Linked DNA regions of Gossypium hirsutum: region 1 is linked to region 2. A link is a contact called in public Hi-C data. All regions are on one chromosome and are shown on one strand. The core of a region is the stretch at or near the end of the contact, and the rest is flanking DNA. Distances in the headings are between cores, read along the strand shown. Region 1 holds the start of LOC107920939 (aldehyde oxidase GLOX1). Region 2 holds the start of LOC107922463.

Region 1 (6,010 bases), core at 1,238-3,737, 170 kb before region 2:
ACATCTCTTGGAATTCGATATTGAAAAGAATGCTTTTGTCTTATATTAATTTGATGTAATGTTTGTTTATTTTATATACATAAAAAAAAGAGTTTTGTTGAACCTTTTAACCTTTATTCTTTTAAACATGGCCTATAAGCACGTAGAAAAGCAAGCAGTATATTGGTGTAAAGAGAGCAACATGTTGAAAGGGAGAAGCTTAAGCAATGATCAATGTTACATAACCATGGTTAATTATTATTATAATATTTTGACACACTAAAAGAATCAAAATTTAAAGCTTTGATAACCCGATTCTCTTTATCAACTTTGTAATAACAATAAAATAAAATGTTATGGAAAAGAAAAGATTGAGAAAAAGTTCCATAAATAGACAGGCTGTTTCAGTTGACCACTGCTCGGCTTATGGATGGCCCATGGCGTCTTCCACACCAAACTAAAACGTGCCTTCAATTAATTAATCAACTACTTTTATGGTGATTCCGACAACCCCAGATTTGTCAGTTACGATCGTTAAAAATAGGTGTAGAATTAATTAACAATTGAATTTCTTCATTTATAAGAAATAAACAACTGAGGGAAACAATTATCCTCTTTTATATTGATACAAATTTGTAAATACATTTGCTTAATGTAGAGGACAATTTTACAACATTGTTGAAATAAACATTTCTTTCTCTAAATAATGATCAACATTTCACAAACATATCAATCAAAATCTATTTCAAATGGACCCAAATGCCTTGGCTGGGGATGTCTTGATGAACCACAAACAAAAGATAAAAGCCTGCAGGTGCGAGGTTACCCGAACCTGGCGTCATCACTTCAATCTTATATGTTGATTTCCCGGAAGCCATAACTTTGTCGTTTCCAAGTACAAGCAACCTTTGATTCATCGAGAAGGAATGGGTATTAAAAGCTGGTGACACCATTGTCACCGACAACAAGTTTAGAGTTACTTCACCTGTAATCACCACTTGAATCTTTAATTTCTTACTGTATCTGATTCCGGACATTGACTTGGGAGCAACAATGGTGGGTCGTAAATTGTTGAATTTGGCGTCCAAATAACCCGGATAGAATGCCTCCAGGCTTAGTTCAGTAGGGTAAAGGACTCCCGTAAAGTTGTAATACGCATGAGGATTGCTTCCACCCACTAAAACTCTTCCATCACGAAGTAATACTGCTGTGGAATGGTACATCCGAGGGATATTTGTTGGGTTTAGTATCTTGAATCGTGACTCGATTTCATTATCAGGCATGTATAACACCGGATTTAAGACCGGGTCCCTCCCTAAGTCCCATCCTGCTGACCCGGAACGTGCTCCGTTGATGACCAAAACTTTGCCGTTTGGAAGCAATACCATGTCGCCCATGACTCTAGCTAAAGGCATAGTTTCCAAGACCCATTTTGGTTTCGGGTCGGTTATTGAGATCCTGGCGCAAGTGTCCAAGGCTTTAACGAACTTACCTTGTAATGCTTGGACAAATGATCCTTTTGGAGCACCCCCACAAACCAAAACTTCAGCTTGAATAGTGGCGGCTATCAAGTTCTTCAATGGTAGCAATACAGCCGAACCTGTGCTTGGATAGCTTCTTGGCTCCCCACCTGGTATTTTAGGGTAAGTTTTCACCACCTTGTTGTTCACGTAATCAAGCAAAATAGCTCGATTGTTGGCGAAAATGAACAGGTTTCCATCGACATTGAGAAACACAAAAGGGTAGAGATTGTTCTCTACTCCTCGTTCATTGGTTTCCGACAGGAAATGCAACTTGAACATGTCGGCGGCTATGTTTTTAGGAACAAACTCGTAATTAAATTGTTCCCGGCCGCCGACAACAATTTGTCTTCCATCTGGCAAGACATGATTGGTAGCATACCATCTTTTGGCCGCCAATCCATTTGGTGTTTCGTGCCAGTCGCAGCTCTCGCATGGGCTGAAAACCCTGACTCGAAGTTCTCCGTCGCTGAAACCACCGGTTTGGACCAATTTACCGTCAGGCATGACGCCGCCTGAAGAACACCAAACGTTGCTTTGGACAGTAAGAGCCCTGAACTTGTTGCTCAAAACATCGTACTCAACTGAATGCGCCGTACAATCTACTTGGACAGCGGTGTTGGTTGGGTCATTGTGGCATTTCCCACTTGCCAATGGCAGAGTGGATGGGCCGAAATCAGTCCTATCATACATAACAACACGGTCATTTTTAAGGAGTTGCATGTGCATGGATGAGATGCCAATGCTTTTTTGTAGCAGCTGCCACCGGCCGTCGGCAGCAGTGGGGAGGATAAGGGGCTGTGAGGCAAAGAGTAGAAGTGAGAAAAGAAATGTACAAAGGGTTGACATTTCTGCCATATGTTTAGCAGATGATATTATGGCTGCTTGTCAGCTTTGGGTACTCTTTTTTAAAGGAGTTGGTGAGAGAAGCAATGAAGGCTCTAAGATTTAAGACTCCCACACCCATGTGGTCTTGCGTGGGATGCTTGTACTGGTTTACGTTTTTATGAAAACGTTGATTTAGTTTCTGGTTTCAAAATTAGGATATGAATGTTCCAAGTGTTTTTTTTTTAAATGAGATTGTTTGAATGATTAGAAAATGGATACTATAATTTTAGAATTGGTAACTAGATTGACTTTGGTATTTATATTCTTTTTTCTTTTTCATTTCGTCTATTCAGTGAATATTGGTCAATAGGATTTATACTTGGAATTAACATTTAACTTAAAGCTAGGTTAATCGAGTTAATTGGTCCAAATGGTTATCGTTTTCCTTTTGTTGTTTATTTTGCCTTAAAAAAAAGTTTATAATTAGATTTTTTAGGTTAGTATCTGAACTTAATACTTTTTTCTAAATTGGTATTTAAATCTATTTTGGGTCTAATTTGGTATTTAATTTTTTTTGGTTCAATTTGGTATCTAAATTTATTAAATGTTATACAAATTACGTAAAATACTAATGGTGTTAATTTTTTTTTGTTAGGCTACAAAAATATTGTCAGTATTAGAGTAAATTCATGTTAAAAATAGGTATTGAGCTATGCTTAACGAATTAATATTAAATAAAAAAATTTAAACCACAAATTGAAAGGAATTCATTATTTTCAATTTATTAAATAAATAAAACTAAAAGTAATTGAACATAAAAAATATAAAAAATATCATATCATTTGTCATATGTCGAACATATATTGATTATTTGTGTTACATCATAAAAAAACATATTTTTAGTATATTGGAGTAATTTGTAAAATATTTGACAAGTACCAAATCGAACAAAAAAAAATATCAACTTTATGTACTAAATTAAGAAAAAGTGTCAAATTCAAATACTAAATGTATATTAAGCCATTCTTTTATATAAAGTATTTGATAAACTTTTGAATTAATCTTAAAGTAATCCTTGGGTTAACAATTCCTTCATTCCGATCTTAAATTAAATAATTATAGATATTTTCTATACGTTGCTTTTGTCCAAATCGTATCATTTGTAGACTTCCAATGGAAAACGTGAAAAAGCAATGCTTCTTTGTTTTAAATTCGAAAAACATCAAAATAAAATTTTAATTAAACAATTCCATTTTTCCATCAAAATAAAATTGGAACAATTTTAAGTATCAGAAACATTTTTAATAGAATGTCTTAAGTATCTTTATTACTACAAGAATTTAGAGGGTGTGAGTTTAAATATAAAATATTTTAGAAATAATATTTAACATATTTAATGAGTCATATTAAATTATCTTATTAATAATAATACATGAAATTTATACCCAACAATATATTAAATTGAATCTCACTCCCTTAGAAACAATCAATCGATATTCTACTAACTAAATTCTTGTTTAAGCATACGTTGGACCGGTGAAGTTATAAATTTTGCCGATTCCATCCACCAATTATAAGCTGTGAGTGTGGTCCGAACAGTGGCTATAGTTTGGGTTTGAGTCTACATCATGCATTAACTAATCCACTGTGTTTCGAAGGTGAAAAGAAAAATTACAAAAGGTGATGGACCCCATTGACTTTCCAAAGAGTTAATGGCTACCCTGCAACTTAAATTGAATCAGAGTTATCCTTGGGTTGAATTGCTCATCTCTCTCTTTTTGTACAATGACAAAAGCATACGTGATACTGCAAATTTAAGAAAAATAAAATATATATATTTCATGCACAACAACAGTATATTAGATAAAAATTGAAAATTGTCAAAAAAGAAAAGAAAATGCAAGTCTTACATATGGAGGCGGGTTGAATACATTTTCCAGGTTATTTTTTAAAGCAGGTCGAGTTGGAGCATATAAGTTATTGGCAACCATCCATATTTAGAAAACTCAAAGATATGAGTATCAAAATGATAATTCTAGAATTAAGAGATTTAAGGCACTGAAAGTGGGATTGAAATTTGGCATGAGATATTTGTAATTTTTGGTCCCTAATTGTATAGTGACTTTGCAAGTTGATCCCTGAATCTCAACTATAAATAGGCCTAACCATTTCACATTTTCATTCATCCCCCACATTTGACATTCTCTCCTTAAGGCATTATTCTCTCTCTTTATTTGTAAATTTTCACTTGTATTTTGGAGTGAAATATATTTGTTAGTGCCCGAGGACGTAGGCAAAATTTGCTGAACCTCGTTAAAATTCTTGTGTTCTTTATTGTTTATTTTGCATATTTTGTGAGTGTGATTGTAGTGATTTACTGTGCTGTTAAATTACGATAGAAGGATATTCTGGCTAGGAAAGACATGGTACTTAAGTGATCCACCTCTCTTTCTTGGGAATTGAACTTAGTGTGATTTTCAGTACAATAATTTTATTCTTTTACACGCTTCCGCACAATAATTGGTATCAGAGCCAGGTTCGTACCTGGGGAATACGACTGTTTACGATACTATTTACGTATATGGTATTGCTCATCCACAGTACTATTCATGTCGACGGTACTATTCACATATACAGTAGTTGGGATTGAGGAGAAAAATGGCAGAGGCATTGTCATCAGCAAAGATTACTATGACCAATGCAAAATTTGAAGTAGAGAAATTTGATGGTACCAATAATTTTGGTATGTGGCAATGTGAGATCCTGGATGTCTTATGTCAGCAAGAGCTGGATATAGCCCTTGAAGAAAAACCTGACAAGATGGATGACAATGAGTGGCCAAGATCAATAGACAGGCGTGTGGTGCAATCCGCCTATGTTTGGCCAAAGAGCAGAAGTACTCTGTCATGAGGGAGGCATCAGCGAAAAAGTTGTGGGGTACACTGGAAGAAAAGTTTCTAACGAAAAGTCTTGAAAATAGGCTTTATATGAAAAAAAAACTTTATCGATTCACGTATGCACCTAGTATGTCGATGAATGACCATGCGAACTTATTCAATAAAATTTTAGCAAACTTGCTAAATTTGGATGAGAAATTTGAAGATGAAGATAAGACATTATTATTGTTGAATTCTCTTCTTGATGAATATGATCATCTTACCACCACATTGCTTTATGGGAAGGATACAATCACATTTGATGCAGTCTATAGTGCATTGTATAGATCTGAGACTCAAAAGAAAGATAAAAAAGATCACAGAGATACAACTGCAGAAGTCTTAACAGTAAGAGGTCGTTCGCATAGCAACAAACTTGGTAGAAGGAGTAAGTCCAAAGGAAGACCTGCCAAAGATGAATGTGCTTTCTGTCATGAGAAAGGACATTGGAAAAAGAATTGTCCTAAGTTAAAAAAGGGGCAAGGCTATTTCTGATGCATGTGTAGCAGAGTATGATAAGGAGTCAGACTTTAGCTTGGTTGGCATGGCAATGGCACGTCATATAGATGAGTGGATTTTGGATTTGGGATGTACTTACCATATGTGTCCCAATAAGGACTGATTTTCTAGTCTTAAAGAACTAGAATGTGGAGTTATTTTTATAGGCAATGACAGTGCTTGTAAAACAATGAGAGTAGGTACAATCTAATTGAAGAATTACGACGGCTCAATCCAAGTCTTGACAGA
Region 2 (5,691 bases), core at 992-3,491:
GTCAGTGGGAATAGCAGATGCAGACAAGCCTTCATCAGTTCCCCATATAGACAATCCACAATCCATAACTGGTGAGTTGAAGACCTGGTTGCCCTCAAACTCAGAGCAGATATTCTCTGGATCATTGTTAATTTGATCGAAAGTAGATGAAGGTTTTACCATTAAATCATTAGCGGAAAACAAGCTGCTTACAGGCAATTCCTTAGATCCATGCAATTCCTCAATGCCAGACCCACTCTCTAGAAGAAACTGATTCTCTCTGAGCATATGAGGAATTTCCTTATGTAGATTAACCGGCTCTACAGGAAAACTACTATCATCTGGATTATGATTAGTAGTCTGAAAGCCATCTGTTGTGCACTCATCCCCCACTCCAGCACCATCATCAGCTAACATTTGCGGAAAAGAACAACTCATTATATTCATATTTGTTTCTTGAACTCCAAACTGATCTGAAATTGGATTGCCAAGCATGCAGTTTCCAGGTAGAGGCTCATCTTCAAGCCCAACATAGTTGCCATCATTAGGTGCAATAAGGAAACTCAGGTCCATCGTGTTAAAAGGCTCATTGCAAATTCTTTTGCGCAATGCATAGTAACAGCTACGGACACTCTCAGACTTTCTCTTTCCACCCAAACTTTTGTTATCTTTTGAATTTCCTGTTCTGCCAAATTTCAAAGACAAGGAAGAAGCAGAACGCTCAAACTCGATTATGCGAGAAGAAGCCTCCTCGGAAACAACTGGATCATAAAGGAGAGAATGCCATCGATCTTGCAGTTCTCTAACGGTGAATTTCCTAGAGAACTGCACTGCACCCTTAGCAAGAGATTCCAAAGAAGCACCAGCCTGCAAAAGGATACAAAGAAATAGACTGAAACAGGGTTCAATAAAGTAGAAACACAATTCATAGGACGATAAGAAAAACAAAACAAAAACTGAAGTAGAGTGAGGTGATAATGTCATGCTAAATGCACGATTTGGATCCCATTTTCCTGTTGATATTCATGCACTCTTTGCAAATAAGGGCACTACCAGACCAACCATAGTAATGTCATTTCATGTTTTAGAAAAACTACTTGCATCCATGAATAGAAACACTTTGGCGCAAACCATGTTTATTAGTAATATTTCTACATCGCATTCTCACAAGCAATCTATCTACTGACAAATTTTGGCATTATGCAATAGTATTCCTCTGAAACAACAACAACAGGAGGATAATCTTATGAATATCCTAACTTTATAAACATAATGCAAGAATCGTATAACTTTTTTTTAATACAACCAACTTATATTGCAATGAATCCACGCTTTAACACAGTAAACCCAGAATTTGAAGACTAGAACAGTGGCAGTGCCATACATCCAAAAGACTAAGAAGGACGCGTAAATAAGCTCAGCAACTCTAATAATTAAAACAAGGAAATAGAAGGGGCGAGAAATATAAAAGAAAAAAAAGGCATTATTTTCTAGCTACTAGAAAAACAAAGAAGACTTGAAGTTGACAGCAAATACGAACAGAAGAAAAGTCGAATTGAGACCACAAGTAAAACCAATTCCTGAAACAAGTATGAAAAAGACCCAATCTTTATTTTATTCCTTTTCTTAAAAACCAATGAAGGAGAAAAGAAAAGGCAAGTACCTCAATAGCGTTCTTCAAAAGAAGGTCATCTTCAGGTATCCAAGTGGAAAGGACTGGAGCCAAAGCCCCCATCTATTTTGGAGCACAACCAAGCAAGAAGGAGCCGCCTTTCAACCCCTCCCCCCTTTTCTTTATATTCGTTTTACAACTTTGTCTTCCCACGATTTCTGTCTGGCGAAGCGTCGGTTTGGGTCTCTCCAAGTGTGTGAACCATGAAAACGAAAAACAAAAGAACAAAAAAGAGTGTGTGGGAGGGAATTTTAAGAGGAAACCTAGAACTAAAAACTGAAAGCAGGGGGATGGTGGGGTTGTACTGTCGAAAGTGGGGGACAAATTAGATTTGATGATTTCACGGATTTTCAATCAAATCGGAGTGTGGTAATGCCAACCAAAAGTTAACTACAAATAAAAGCCCCCCCTGTTTCTTTCTTTTGGGGTAGAACTTGGCTTCTTTACCCTTCACTAACCCTTTCTCTCGCTATCTCACGGTAATTCTTCAGGTGACTGCACCCGTATTGGCTGTTGGTTGCGGCGCCGCGTAATCGGTTTTGACCGTTGACTAAACTGTCTATCACCTACCTTCAAAGTGGTATAGATTTTGATTACGGTAAATTTTAGGTTTTTTTAATTTATTTTAGATTTAACTTAGTTTAGGGCATACATCATTTTTAACTATAACAATAATTACATTGATTGAAATTACTTCATTTATGTTTGATATCAAAGTGTATATATATTGATAATCAATGATAATGATTTATCGTTTCAAGTGTAATCTGAGTTCGACTCATACTAATCATGTTATTATTAGAGTTTTGACTCTCCTTTTGTAATTCACCAAAGAAATAACAAATCTTGAGACTACGTTTCAAGAGTCTAGTAAAATTTTTAAAGTTTAATGAGAATTTTTTAAAAAAATTGGGGTTTAATTTTTTTTTATGAATTTTAAAAAAAATTAAAAGAACTTATTTAAAATTTTAAAAAAATAATAAAAAATATAATGAGAATTTTAAAAAATTTGAGGTAGTCTAATTGAATTTTTCTAAAAACTTCAAGGAAAAATGAAATTTTTCAAAAATTTTGAGAGACTCTAATTAATATTTTTTTTATTTCAAGGAAAGTGGTAGCGTATGATATATAGACATGCGAGTTTGAACTTGCATTGTATAAAAAAAATTGTCTACATCATTTGGATTTTAAGTGATCAACTTATTTTAGATTTGAGTCATTCAAATTTAATATTGAGATTATTTGGGTTTAATATTTGAGTTATTTGGGTTAAATAATTTTTTTCAAATTATTTCGAATTTAATCATTCAATTTTAACAGTCAAATCATTTAGGTTCAGTCATTTTAAATTCAAGTTATTCATATTTGTTATTGAGACTTTTATTATTATTATTATTAAGTTAATTTCTTAATTTTAAAATAAAATTAGTTAATAATTATTAACAAAAATGTTGTTAATTATTAACACACCCTTTATTATAATTTTTTAAAAGAAAGAATCATATAATTACATAGAAGGCAATAATATAAAAATTATAAGCAATACTATAAAAATTAAAATAAATTAATAGAATAAGAAACTTCATATATATAAAAGGAAAGGACTATAATCATATAGAACTAATATGACTCTCCACCACGGTTGGGTCAATTAATTTTTAACTAATTGATAGTAAGATAAATTCGTATTTTTAATATATTTATTTTTAGTTAATTATCGGATAAAATATTATTAAATTTGAGTTTTTCTTATCAGGATTGAAGTGGGTGTGTTGAATTCAAACTTTTACAAGAATGGGCTAAATTGGAACAAGAAAAGCAAAGAGGAGGACTTGATTGAAAGATTGAAGATTTAAATATGGTTGGATAAAGATTGAAGGGTTGAAGATTTAAAAAAGTGACTGGATAAAAATTAAAAGATTTTTTTATTTTTAATACTCTGTAATTAATTAAAATTTAATCTCTAGTTTAAATTTAATTTTTAAATTTTTGATTTATTTAGTGATGATATTTTAAAAAAAATATAGCTAAATTTTAGCATTAGAAATATGTATAAATAACTAGTGGCTGCAGCTAATTAAACACACACTTGACCTTTGGCATTTAATAAATTCTTTATTTTTTTCCCCTTCCTTTGTCTCTGCGTCTTCTATTGAGTTGTATCATTTTTTTTCTTTTACTTTCAACCTTTAGGGTACGTTTGGTTTAACGTAATTGAATAGAGCTGTAATTGAATAGAGTTGTAATGAAATAAAGCTATAATCAGTAATTCAATTGTTTGGTTGAATGGAATGGAATAGAACTATAATAATATTCTTGTGTTTGGTTAAATGGAATGATGTTATAATAGCATAAGAAAAAAAATTAAAATGACTAGAATACCCTTAGCAAAATTTTGTTTAGATAGATGATTATTGTTATTGTTATTAAATTTTAATAGGATTAAAAGATAAAAACTAATTTAATCATTTTTTTAAATATAATTATTATTAAAATATGAATTAATACATATTATAACCCTTAAACTAGATAAATATTATTTATTTTATTAATACATATTTTGTATATCTAAATTAATTAGATTTAATAATAAAATAAGAATATTATGATAAAAATTAATATGAAGAGATATTTTTATAAATTATACTTCAAAGATTAATTTGTTCCAAATTTCTTTTGGGTATTTTTTATATACGTACTATATAAAAAATTCATGTATTTATATTTTAAAAATTATTTTTAAAATTGATTTAACACCCACCTAATTATAAAAAATTTAATATTATTTATTCTTTCTTGTTATGTTCTAGAAGTTGATGGCGAGTAGAATAAAGAATTTTTGTTCTTTCTTTCTTGCTATTTGAATCCATCTACTTTTAACATTTACCCCGGGCCCTTCCAGGCTACCAAGCCTTGTTATTTTTGTAATAAAAAATCTGGCTACGTTAATAAGACCCCATCAATAATTCCTGCTGGATTAACGTATCAACATTTGCTGGGTAATGGGAAAGAGCAGAGGGCGCGTTTGATAATATTAGAAAAATATGAATGGAGTAAATATTCAAACCAATAAGGCAGAAAATGCATTGCTTAGAACAGCTTCTGATCTTGCCATGACTGTTAAGGATCATAGTTAAAGAGGCAACCACACACTCTAACTTTTACAACTATGGTTCAAGAACACTGGATTACAGCTCCAACCAAGGCATGCAATCATGATTTTTCAACTATGGGTCATAGAATGTCATGCCACTAGAATGATAGTGTTCACCAAGGCAAAACATATGAAGATGGGCTAAGTCTTGGCTTTTCCGGCTCAATGAGATTGAATCCTCTGCTGCACCTTCAATATCTAGTGCATACAAAGCCAATGGATCAAATTCAATTTTTGCTTTTACTCAATACTAGCATTTGTTAGGCTTAGCAAGAAATGCATACTCATGATGCAACTTTTTGCAAAATATAAATTAAAAACGTTGCATGAGAGGGGGTAGAAAAGAGCGCAAAGAAAATATGGCTTATAAATCTAATTACATTTTCTTAGAGTTCAACTTAAAAGGAAAAAGACATTTTCTAGTATACCAAAACACAATTTGATTTCATATCTTGTGGATTTAACAGGAACTTATATGATTGTTGTATTCTAGTTTACCAGGAGGCAAGTAGGCAACTTTCATAAAAGCCAAACAGCAAGATGCATCCATGTAAAAAGCAGTTTGTAAAATGGCCATGGTATTTTAGAGAAAAAGAAATTGAAATTTAATCCGAGATGTTAACAGCTGAGTCTCTGGTATGCAAAAGGCAAACCAACAAACTTGTAAACAACAGAGAAGTTTAAAATAAGAACAAATTTAAATGAAATTGGACCTTGATGAATCAGGCAAAGCCAACTAAGTAAATACTGCAAGCTAGGACCCAAAAGTAGACATACAGAGTATTAGCAAATTAGCACCCCAATGATATCACCTATTTCAGGTACTCATCAAGACCCAAAAACCCTTGTAACAAGGATTTAGTAGCAAGCAGGAGAAATCAAACCT

The links. Hi-C and Micro-C count contacts between places; a contact is called where the count stands out from the background.
Region 1: a Hi-C map of leaf shows a contact between it and region 2, with 2.8 times the contacts expected there. The contact joins the promoter of LOC107920939 here to the promoter of LOC107922463 in region 2. A contact is called at or near these places in 7 of 34 Hi-C or Micro-C datasets (all in leaf).

The regions. Positions count from the first base shown.
Region 1 is chrD01:18,523,692-18,529,701 of Gossypium_hirsutum_v2.1, reverse strand. It overlaps LOC107920939 (aldehyde oxidase GLOX1), which reads right to left and starts at 2,487. Exons shown (of 1, transcript XM_016850772.2): 1 at 580-2,487. The coding sequence starts at 2,357. The coding sequence ends at 720.
Region 2 is chrD01:18,356,814-18,362,504 of Gossypium_hirsutum_v2.1, reverse strand. LOC107922463 reads right to left here and starts at 2,241. Exons shown (of 7, transcript XM_016852511.2): 1 at 1,643-2,241; 2 at 1-846. The coding sequence starts at 1,714. It overlaps LOC107921694 (a long non-coding RNA gene), which reads right to left. Exons shown (of 4, transcript XR_005909422.1): 4 at 4,710-5,003.